Linked DNA regions of Hordeum vulgare: region 1 is linked to region 2. A link is a contact called in public Hi-C data. All regions are on one chromosome and are shown on one strand. The core of a region is the stretch at or near the end of the contact, and the rest is flanking DNA. Distances in the headings are between cores, read along the strand shown.

Evidence for each region. A called contact is a pair of places that touch in the nucleus more often than the background predicts.
Region 1: a contact with region 2 is called in a Hi-C map of seedling, with 4 times the contacts expected there. The contact joins two enhancer-like sites. A contact is called at or near these places in 1 of 6 Hi-C or Micro-C datasets (seedling) and 1 of 1 datasets of contacts at active chromatin or transcription factors (embryo).

The regions. Positions count from the first base shown.
Region 1 is chr1H:369,063,105-369,068,971 of MorexV3_pseudomolecules_assembly, forward strand. It overlaps the pseudogene LOC123437770. Among protein-coding and RNA genes, the nearest start is that of LOC123437802, 100 kb to the right of the region's middle. Within about 2 kb of position 2,122, at least 3 of the 3 cell types and tissues checked have open chromatin away from gene starts, as enhancers often do. A contact at or near this core is called in seedling, where this site is marked.
Region 2 is chr1H:368,782,611-368,788,656 of MorexV3_pseudomolecules_assembly, forward strand. It overlaps LOC123411280 (a long non-coding RNA gene), which reads right to left. Exons shown (of 2, transcript XR_006613226.1): 2 at 5,108-6,046. Among protein-coding and RNA genes, the nearest start is that of LOC123411280, 5.2 kb to the right of the region's middle. Within about 2 kb of position 3,196, at least 2 of the 3 cell types and tissues checked have open chromatin away from gene starts, as enhancers often do. A contact at or near this core is called in seedling, where this site is marked.

The DNA.
Region 1 (5,867 bases), core at 872-3,371, 280 kb after region 2:
TAAAAACAACTTTCAGAAATTTTCTTTTGATGAAGTGATACAGCAAGTTTGTAACCTAATGCACTTTACTTGCCTTGATTGGATACTTCACTGCTCCCTTAGCATTTGTAGTCTTCACAGCTTGAACTGCTTCGACAACCTATAAAACCATAGCAGTTCATTTAAATAACACGTAGTTTGGGGCAAATTTAACGTAAAGATAGCTGGACCTTAACATTTGGCCCCAGGGATGACTAGTTAGATAAAAATATCAGACCAAAGCAAACCATAGCAGTGGACAGAACACCTCAATACACATGCATAAACTAAGTACTTACTTTCTCGTCTAAAAGTACTTATTTTAGAGTTAACAAACACCACTGATCAAATATACAACAAGGATAATCAAACATAACAACCACACAATCAAATTCCAGGGTTATACAGTAGAAAGATAAGTAAAAAAGGGGCATGATTGAGAAACCTGAAGTACACATGACCATAGGAACTTACCAGATTTGCAAAGAAATCTCTGTCGCTGTGAATCAATTTCGAAGACATGCTAGTTTTTGCACAGTTAACAATTTCGAAGACATGCTAGTTTTTGCACAGTTAACAAGGGAATCTTTTCCAAGTTTATCAACCTGAAAGTATAGAAGAATACGCATTTCAGCAAGACAATATGCCTCAAATCGAGCAGCAAGATGTGGCCATTTGTTCAGCAGGCAACATGGTTTTACCTTGACAGAGAGCTTTTCTTCGACATACTTGCAAGCCTCACGCATAGCGAGCTGGTAGAATATGAAGGCAAAAAAATGTAAGAGATAATGTGACTTCAGAATGTTCAATCAAATAAAAATGGTAATGCTGCTAAAATAAAAAATACAGGGCTCACCCTGTAGCCACTAATAATTGAGGTCGGATGGATTTTATTCCTCACAAGTTCATTGGCGCTCTGGTAAAGAAAAGCAGAACGTCGTAAATTTGTATGCATAATGCTTGGGAAATTCATAGCGAAAAAAAGGCTGCCGCTAAAGCTCCATTTCATACCTTGAGCAACTCTGCAGCTATGATGACAACAGATGTTGTTCCATCACCAACCTCCCGGTCTTGGAGCTCGGCCAACTCAAAAAGAATCTAACAATGAATGGACCCCCGAAAGGATAAGCACGAAGCAGCAACAGAAGCAAAATAAAAATGGGAAGCTTTGGCTAACAGGCATCACCTTTGCTGCTGGGTGCTCGACTTCCAACATCCTCAAAATGGTTGCTCCATCATTTGTGTTGTAACATCACCAATATCATCCACCAGCATCTGTAGATACGCTAAATTAGTTCATTCCGACAATATCTTTTTCCTTTTGGAAACGTTCGAGCCATGATTTTTTTTTTCAAAATTACGGAGGATGCGCTACCATCTAACTTCACTGTTCGTTATCAGATTATTACAGAATGCACATGTTGCATCTTCATCATCACTGGTAACCAAGTTTGCGGGTGAACTACATCCACACCAAACAAGCAACTCCTGCACCCCCATTCTAAGTTTCTAACACGCAGATCATAACTTCGGATCCTAGTCATAAAGCAGCAAGCAATGCGCAACCAAGTGCAGTAGATCGAAGGTAAAATCACATACCTTATCGAGCCCGACGGGCCCGAGCGATGATTTGACGATGTTGGCCACCGCCTGGCACCCCACCACTGCAATCACAGAAGCACGAAACGCAAATTAAACACGCGCGCGCGCTCGGAGTAGATCTTATTGACCCCGCTCTACTCCGCGGAATATGGCGCTGATGAGTAGGGCTGAGCACGAGACGAGGAGTGTTACCGTTCTGCGTGCGGACGTCCTGGCCGGACTGGCGCTCGCCCAGGATGTCGGGGGTCTGTGCCGTGATCGCCATGGCGGCGGCGGCGGCGAGGTGGAGAGTGAGGACTGAGGAGGCAGCACTGGAGGGCTCGAGGCGGTGCTCGGCGATGGAGAATGGGTTTTCTCTGCTGCGGTTTGCGTGGGAGCAATGGAGTTAGGGTTCAACCTTCTCTCGGCTGGGCAATCTCCTCGACTGCAAAGTTGTCACGCCTACAGTTCAGGTATCTGAACCTGAACATTCAGCCACTAGAGTGCAGCAGCGCACTTGGACCTTGGGCCGTGTCTTCCTGCGAGAGCCCGTACTACTTAAGCGTGATGGGATTTACCAGTAGACTGTCCGTGTTTGTCTCAAAAAATAATAGACTGTCCGCGCGCTTGCCACGGATCAGCAAATGAATTTGTAACAATATACTACTTATTTTTTTTTTCAAAAACAAACATGTAGTACGGAATATTCAACCACAATACAAATACAAACATTCTTTTCTGTCTATTCTTACAAACACCACACATTTCTCTATCCGTTATTTCTCCATGATTGAACTTGTCGTCAATCATCTTCTCTCCATACATCATTAAGGGCATGTACAATGGTGCTACCTTAGCAGCTAAGATGGAGGAGAGAGAAACTGAAAAGGAGGTCTTGCGTTCTCTTAATTAAGCGATCACATCTTAGCCCGGTTTTGACGCGAACGGCCACAGCCGGATCCTTCTCGTTGCCTCACATGATTTTCTTCTTCTTGGCGCGCCTTTGTTTCCTCTCGTCCAGCCTGCGCGCCAAATTTTTCATCGCCATCCTGCTGCCCCCTAGAAGTAACCTAGGGCCGCTGCCCCCATAAATCCACAGCCGCAGCTGCAGCGACAAACTCCATCGTCCATCCGTGCGTCCTGCAGATTTGAGCACCGACATGGCTGGCCATGGGAGGAAGAAAGCAGCATCCCCATCGTAGGTGATGCAGGGACCTGGCGTACAAGCCCCAAGGTATGCCATCCCTCCCCTGCCGATGGGGCGGCCTGAAGCTGCCACAGAAGCCGTAGCAGCAGAAGCTTGGTTGGCTGGGCATGTTGCTGCTAGATCTGATTCCTCCCTTCAAGTTGATTGGTAAGGTTGACCGTCCTGTAGTTAATCTTTGACATGTGTTCATACAAGTAGCCTCTTGATTAATCATTATATCTGGACATTCAGTAGATCTTCCATCACAATTTGTGCAGTTTTATTTTTTATCATTCCAATGCTTTAATCTTTTATGAGAGTTAAGCTCGTGTCAGATCTTGTACGTATTCAGTTTTTGTTAGTTCAATTTCTGCACTTATGGACTAAGTATTTTAAGATTTATTTTTTCATAACCATATGCATACTATTGTTCTGAAGATGGTTTCAAGAAACTAATCCAGATGCAAGTAGTTCTAAAGATGGTAATCTAATGTTTGAGTGTATACATTCTTTTAGGGGAAATGGTGTGTACCCACCTGGTGGTTTTGTAAATTATTTGTGCAATCCATCGAGCGTCATCCTTCCACAAGAAATTCCTCGGCAACCAGCAATGTCACCTGATGCCAAAGTTTTAAATAGCCGGCTATAGCTGGGCTATAGCCTCCCAGGAGTCCTCCCGCTGCAGCTAGGGCCTTCGAACCAAAGTTTTAAATAGCCGGCTACTGCATTTAGCGGCGGCTTTTCCAACAACTACGAAAGGCTATAGCCTAGCTATAGCCGGCTAAGTCCATTTAGCGGTTTTGATAAATCATGAGAAAAAATCAAAAAAATTGGCCCCATATCTTCAGATATATATCAATGATTTTCAGGGACATAAAAATATGCACATAACATACATGAATAACCAGGAGTTCTGGACATACTTCTGCCCAAATATTATTACATATAGCCAACAAAAGCAAGTAGCATGTAGCAACAACTAGTTGGGGATATAGTTCTGTCCACAAATTACAGACCATAAGATCAACATCAATATTTATCCTATACGTACATGTAAGGCAACATTAACTCAGACTGTAATCATCAGCACTTATCCTATACGTACATGTAAGGCAACATGAACTCAAACAGTTCCATTATTCACGTCATCTCCCAGTCATCGTTTTGAGAGGCAACTACCAGAGATTAGATAGTATGTTAGAGTCTTGCCTGACATTGTTGCCGGGAGCAGCAGCAGATTGGAGAGGCAGTCAGGGGTAGCAGCAGCAGTCAGGGAGGAGTGCGGCCTGGGTCGCCATCGAGCCGGACCTAGCGCGGCCGGCAGTAGGATCTAGCACGACCAGTGAGCAGGAGTTAGGGTGGGCAGGGAGCGGGAGCAAGCGCGGTCGGCAGCAGGAGCTAGCCCGGATGGGTCGCACGCGCCGCCATGGTCGCTGGTCATTTTCTGTTCGAGGAGATAAGGAGAAAGGGAAATTTGGCTAGGATTAGGCTCCTCGGGGTCGTTTTGTTGTATATATTGGGCCGCACAAACGAAATTTTGGGTCAAATTTTTTATCTCCCGAGCGCGAAGCTTAGCGGCTAAAATTTGGGCCCCATTTTAGCGGTAATAGCGGTTTAATGACGATAATAGCGGCTACCCTCATTTCAGCGTTCGAAGGCCCTAGCTGCAGCGGGAGGACTCCTGGGAGGCTATAGCCCAGCTATAGCCGGCTATTTAAAACTTTGCTTCGAATGCTAAAACGAGGGTAGCCGTTATTATCGTCATTAAACCGCTATTACCGCTAAAATTGGGCCCAAATTTTAGCCGCTAAGCTTCGCGCTCGGGAGATAAAAAATTTGACCCAAAATTTCATTTGTGCGGCCCAATATATACAACAAAACAACCTCGAGGAGCCTAATCCTAGCCAAATTTCCCTTTCTCCTTATCTCCTCGAACAGAAAACGACCAGCGACCATGGCGGCGCGTGCGACCCATCCGGGCTAGCTCCTGCTGCCGACCGCGCTTGCTCCCGCTCCCTGCCCACCCTAACTCCTGCTCACTGGTCGCGCTAGATCCTACTGCCGGCCGCGCTAGGTCCGGCTCGATGGCGACCCAGGCCGCACTCCTCCCTGACTGCTGCTGCTACCCCTGGCTGCCTCTCCGATCTGCTGCTGCTCCCGGCAACAATGTCAGGCAAGACTCTAACATACTCTCTAATCTCTGGTAGTTGCCTCTCAAAACGATAACTGGGAGATGACGTGAATAATGGAACTGTTTGAGTTCATGTTGCCTTACATGTACGTATAGGATAAGTGCTGATGATTACAGTCTGAGTTCATGTTGCCTTACATGTACGTATAGGATAAGTGTTGATGTTGGTCTTATGGTCTGTAATTTATGGACAGAACTATATCCTCAACTAGATGTTGCTACATGCTACTTGCTTTTGTTGGTTATGTAATAAGAGCATCTCCAACAGCGGCGCAAAAAAGCGCGCGCGTTAAACCGGCATTTTACCGCGCGCGGGACGGAATTGCGCGCTCCAGCGGCGGCGGGAAAACCGCGCGCGCGGGAACCGCTAGCGCGCGCGAAAAGGCGGCAGCCTGCGCGCCATTTTTGCGGTGCCGCGTCCCGCGCGCCCATAAAAGGCAGCGCGCTGCCCAGCCTCTCGCGCCGCGTTCTCTCTCCCTCTGCCTCTCGCGCCGCCGCCGCGTTCTCTCTGCCTCTCGCGCCGCGCTCTCTCTGCCTCTCGCGCCGCCGCCGACGCGCCACCATGCCGCCGCGCCGCCGTTCTGCGTCGGGCTACCACGGCGTCCGCCAGCGCCCCAACGGCGGGTTCTATGCCGAGATACGCTCCGGCGATCTTCGACTGAGCCTCGGCACCTACGACACGGCGCACGAGGCCGCCCGCGCGTTCGACGCGGCGGCGTGGCGCCTAGGCAGGCCGCATCTCCAGATGAATTTCCCGGACGTCCGCACGCTCCAGCAGGCGTTAGACCTGGCATCGCCGCCTCGTCTAAACTCCGCACAAGACCGTGCGGAGCACACTGCGCTGCAGCGCCGTCTCCTCGTCCCCCAGGAGGACGAGCGGGTGATGGCGGA
Region 2 (6,046 bases), core at 1,946-4,445:
AGAATTGATAAGACAACTTGATTGAGCAAAAGAATTTGCATCCCCATAAAAATATGAGAACACCTCTTGGAAATATATGAATTCACCACGTGACATCGAAGCAACTCGAATAACCATAATCCAATAAAACAAAGGATGCGCTTACAAAACAAGCCAGAACAAATTCATGACAGAGATTTCGTCCGAAATTTTCATGGATAGGATCGCACGGGCTCTATCCTACAGTAGACATCATGTACAAGGCAGTGCACATGACATACGAAGCGTCCCCGAGTCGTAGCAAGCTACAAGGACTCTTTAAGACACAACGAGAACCGTCGTAAGACGGCCGTGAACAAATGAATCCAATAGATGTCGAACCCCAACCTCACATCATGCATCTGTTGGAAGATTGTCCTATAAGTGACTAGTTGAATTCCCACCTAAGAACTCTTGAAATTTCTGGTCATGCAATCGGGTCCACGGATACAAGGAGTAAAATCCATCACTCAACTCCTAGCAATAACACTACCCGTTCAGTGTAGCACATCCGTCAACACATAACCAGAGATCTTGGAAACTCATCTATCTCAGATCCTCGTAATCACAATGATACTAAGTATGGCGATACATCCGGCCTATCTGCACCAGTGTTGGGGAAGCCAGACTCGTCTCGCCACTACTAGTATTGAAGCAATTTCGAACATCCTTCGTCCTGATATACTAAGAAATCTGAATGATAACGATGTGCTCAAGAATCCCCTGGAGCTCAACTCCCCGGAATAAAATCAACACATCAGGAGGCACCAAGTCAGAACTCCGTCACATCGACATTATATAGACTCCAAAAATATCCGCGTGGTCGTAAAAAAATTGAGTGAAAAGAGGAGTAGAATTAAAATTATTACGTCAAGATTCCTCACCACAGCATGGAAGAGGAGAAAAAAGAATCATACTCTCCGATATATAACTAAACTCAAAGCATTTTTTTCACTAGACTCGACTCGGCCATGTTCGATCAATCAAGGGGGCTCCTAGGTCGGTACTGCTCTGATACCGACGTCGAAGATGCAGTCTTATCCTTATTTTGGCTCGAGGGCCTCGACAGGGATAGAAACGCATCTCGTCGTTTTGCAAGAATGAATATGATTACAAGTACATATACTCAAAAGATGAGTATAAGGAGTTGGCTTACACTCGCCACAAGCTACATCTTAGTCACATCAATACAATACATACAATCATCATGAAGAAGAGCAGAGTCCGACTACGGATGAAAACAAAGATAAAAGAACAACGTCCATCCTTGCTATCCCAGACTGTCGGCCTGGAGCCCATCCTAGTCGATGACGAAGAAGAAGAAGAAACTCCAAATAGCACAATCAGCGGGCTCACGTCAAAGTAACTCTTTACCTGTACCTGCAATTGGTGTTGTAGTAATCTGTGAGCCACAGGGACTCAACAATCTCATTTCCAAAGGTATCAAGACTAGCAAAGCTTAATGGGTGAGGTATGGTTAAGTGGTGAGGCTGCAGCAAGCGACTTACCATTTATTTGAGGTGGCTAACTTACGAGTACAAGAATAAGAGGGGGGTGATCTACGCACAGCGGACGTGAACTACTGATGATCAAATGAATGATCCTGAACACCTACTTACGTCAGACATAACCCCACCGTGTCCTCGATCGAGGAAGGAGCTCGTGAAAGAGACAGTCACGGTTACACACTCAGTTGGTGGTCGTACGTGATCTATGCGACAACCGGTGGTGCTATCTACGCTTTCAGCCCTGATATGCCCAGCTTTGTTGATGTCTACGCACTCGACGGTGGTGATCGTACGTGATTTATGCGACAACCGGTGGTGCTGTGGTTATTACCTCTGCCTTTTCTCAAAAGGAATACAACTAAATTCAAAATGTTCTAAAAGTTTCTTGTTCTACTCTCCTATTAGAAGTTTAGTACTATTTATAATCAAACATAGAAATGCACTTGAAAGTAATCTTTTAAGAAGGAAGAACTCACTCTTCGGACAACCCCTACAAATTCAAAAGGAATCTCCTATTTCCCGCATTTTGCGTCAAGTATTGGAGGCACCACACAAGGAGATTGAACGATTGTTCTAACTGCTACGGTCCATTTAAGCGGAACATCTTAAGGCGGTTTTGCGAACCTTTTAGAGATTTCTAGCCGGGTTTTTCTGATTTTGCAAAACTTCTAGAATGTTCCCACAACCGTTTGTCTTGTTTTTTGTTTTTATTTTTTCTTTTTTGTTTCTTTTCTTTGTTTCCGTTTCCAAAAATGTTCTTGATTTTCAAAAATTATTCTATAAATTCAAAAAATATTTTTGTGTTTATAAAAAATGTTCGAAGTTACAAATATTAGCCATTTTTTAAAAATATTCATAACTTCAAAAACTCTTTGGGATTTTTAATAAATATTCGTTTTGTAAGAAAATGTTCGGAATTTTAATAAAATGTTTGGTCTTTCCAAAAATGTTCAAAATATCAAAACACATTCAGTTTTTATACTAACTTCTTGTTGGCAAATTGTTCTTAAAGTTTGAAAAAAATTCTTGCTTTTAAAAAATGTTCGAAAAGATTGTCGTTTTTAAAAGTTTGATCATAAATTCCAAAATTGTTCTGGATTTTAAAAAAATCTTCAAATTCGAAAAATGCCTTTGTTTTTTATATAAAGTTCGAAATTTTAACATTTGCCGTTTTGAAAAAATATCCATAACTTCAAAAATTGTTCGGGATTTTCAAACAAATGTTCGATATTTAACAAAAATCTTCAGTATTTTAAAAAAATGTTCGTTATTTCCAGAAAAAATCGCTATTCCAAAATTTCCTTCAATTTTTAAACTAAGTAAGTTTTCCAGAATTATTCTTAAATTTCGAAAAATGTTCTTGTTTTAAAAAATGTTCCAGAATTATTCTTAATATTCAAAAAATGTTCTGTACTTTCGAAAAATATTCCGCAAATTCAAAATATGTTTTTCCTTCCAATTCGAAAAGTTAAGGAAAAAGGAAAGAAAAAACGAACCAAAAAACTAAAATAAAAGGAAATAAACAGAATAGGAGAAAAAAGGAACATAAAAAAGGAAAAATATCATATCTCCTTAAGACAAATAAAATGCGTCCAGCCTAGTCAGGCGACCCCTTGTGTGCTCGCTTGGCAGTTAGCCCCAACGAGCGGCGCATAGGAGGTCCCCACCGGGAGCTCCTGCCCGTGGCTCATTGCGGCAGCAACTCTGGCGCCGCACTGGGCGGTCGCCCTGTCTGTGTTGGCCAAGTTTTTTTTTTCTGTTACTTTTTTCCATTTCTGTTCATTTCCTTTTTTGGTTCTTTTTTCTACCTTTTTCCTTTTCTTTTTGTATTTGAAGCAAGACCATTTTTTGAATGTGAAGAACAACTTTGAAAAATCGTGAACAAATTTGAAAGCACGAACATTTTTTGAATCTTGGGAACATAACTTTAAAAACCCCCAAAAAGTTTGAAAGCACAAAAAAGCATGAACATTTTTTAAATTTTGAGAATACATTTTGAAACCGAGAAAAATTCTGAAAAATCGTGAACAAATTTGAAGCACAAAAAAACTTAAAGCACGGACATTTTTTGAATGTTGAGAACAAAAGTTTGAAAAGTTAAATAATTTTGAAAAAACCCCGACCTAATTTGGAAGCGCGAACAAATTTTTAAAGCATGAACATTTCTCTAATTTTGAGAACAAATTTTGAAACAGAGAACAAATTTAGAAGCGCGAACAATTTTTTAAAGCACGAACATATTTTGAATCTTGAGAACAAAATTTTGAAAAATCTAGAACAAATTTAGAAACACACAAAAAAATCACAAACATTTTGAAAAATCCTGAATTAATTTGGAAGCTCGGACAATTTTTTAAAGAACGCACATTTTTTGAATCTTGAGAGCAAAATTTTTAAATGGAGAACAATTTGAAAAAACCCGAACAAATTTGGAAGCGCCAACAATTTTTTAAAACACAAACATTTTTTGAATCTTGAGGATAAGTTTTGAAACCGAGAACAATTTTAAAATTTCTGAACAAATTTGAAAGCATGAACAATTTTCTAAAGTACGAACACTTTTTTAGTGTTGAGAAAAAATGAAACGGAGAACAATTTTGACAAAAAACCCTAACAAATTTGGATGCACAAACAATTCTTTTAAAACAAACATGTTTTAAATCTTGAGAACAAATTTTGAACCGAGAACAAATTTGAATCTTAAAAACAAATTTTGAAATCAAGAACAATTTTTTGAAAATACAGATCAATCTTATAAAATTAAGAATTTTCTTAAATATCCAAAAATATTTTTTGAAAATTAGGAACATTTTTTGGAATAGAAATAGAAAAGAAAGGAAAGATTAAAAACGGAAAAGTAAAAAAATATGTCATGAGAACCTTCTAGAAATTTTCCAATACCAGAGAAAACCGGGTGGGAACCTCTAGATGGTTTCCAAAACCAGGACGCTGCAACGCCGCTAGATCGCCTCCTGTTCTGTTCTGTGCGAAGCCGGACACCGCTTGGGCGAATAGGGTTTTCCGTCCCAACTACTTTGCCCGCAACGTGTTGGTTAGTTCACAAATGTGCACCTGTTAAGATATTACTAGAACAATTGCCCGTGCGTTGCAACGAGGGATACGCTATAAAATCCTTGTACACAGGACAGAGTAACATATAACTCGCCATCAGTTTTTGAAGATATACATAGGTATGATCAGATTTTCACTTGAGCAGGATCGTCTTTTATGCATTGCATCCAACCGAGCATGACCACGTTCATGTTGCTTACGTGTAGTTTTCATATACATGTTGTTTATCTCTCTGCTTGTCCATAGGGTTAAGCCCTCCCTGGTACCTTTTGTAGATTTTTTTCTTTGACACTCTACCGCCCATGGAGTATGTAGGAGTGCCCTAGGATGATATGTAATCTCAGCCCTGTGTGTAACTCTTATGTCTGGTGGCTGATAATATAAAAAGTCAGTGGGAGCCTTGCTCGCTGTCAGTTGATGCTAAAAAAAGTAAAAATACACCCTAAATCCCAGGTGATATTTCCTCCACCCTTGTCCCAAAAATGCATACTTGTAGACATCTTGAAATGTGAGAACCTTCAAAACTATACGAATATATGATCGATTACTATAAAACAAAAAATAAACCAAGTAAAGTCAACTGTCTTTTGGTAAAAAAAAATACATGAGAACTACAGAACTCATTGCATGTACACTTTCGTCGATAAGAGTTCTTGGGGAGAGCAGGATACTCCAGGTGGCTGAATGTGGGAGGAATAGAACATTTTTGAAATGCACGTGAGCTCCTGGGGTATTGTTCATTTCGTACTCACTTGAGGGTTCCGGCTATATATAGACATATGCATGGACACACCAACGAAGTATCGTGTTCTCACTTGAATTTGGTTGCTCCATACAGTTCTAGAGAATCAAGTACCCTGCAACATATATAAAATCAAAGTACACCTGACACAAAATAGCTGACATATTAGCTTTTTAGTTACAGAAGTTAGAAATTCAGCCCACATTTTAAATACAAAAAAGATATTTGAACTATCATTCTAAGTGTCACTGTCAGCAATCAATATGAACAGATCTAAAAAAGATACAAAGATAATATGGCACAACAAACACTTTTGGTACAAGGAGGGACAAAGCAAGCATCTTACACAAGGGGGGTCAATGGAAGAGTTAAAATCTTGGAGAGGGCCAAACATGAGAATTGAGAGTATTTTTAGCTCTTGGAAAGATCACACGGGGGACATGGCCCCAACACGCCCCCTGGCTCCGTCCTTGGGTACAAGTGTCCGGAAGTGAACGCGGTGAATGTAAGTGGATAGACCACTAGCCGAGTAGCCAAAAAAGATGCCATGAATAAGGATTAATTAGGTCAAACAAAGAAATAACTCATATCAGCACCCGCCCGATGAGGTAAGTGACATTGTTAAGACCATATTATAGAACAATTGACTTCTTGGCCTCACGGTTTTCCCCTCAGCCTCAGCCTGGGCTCTCTTTAGAAGCCCTCT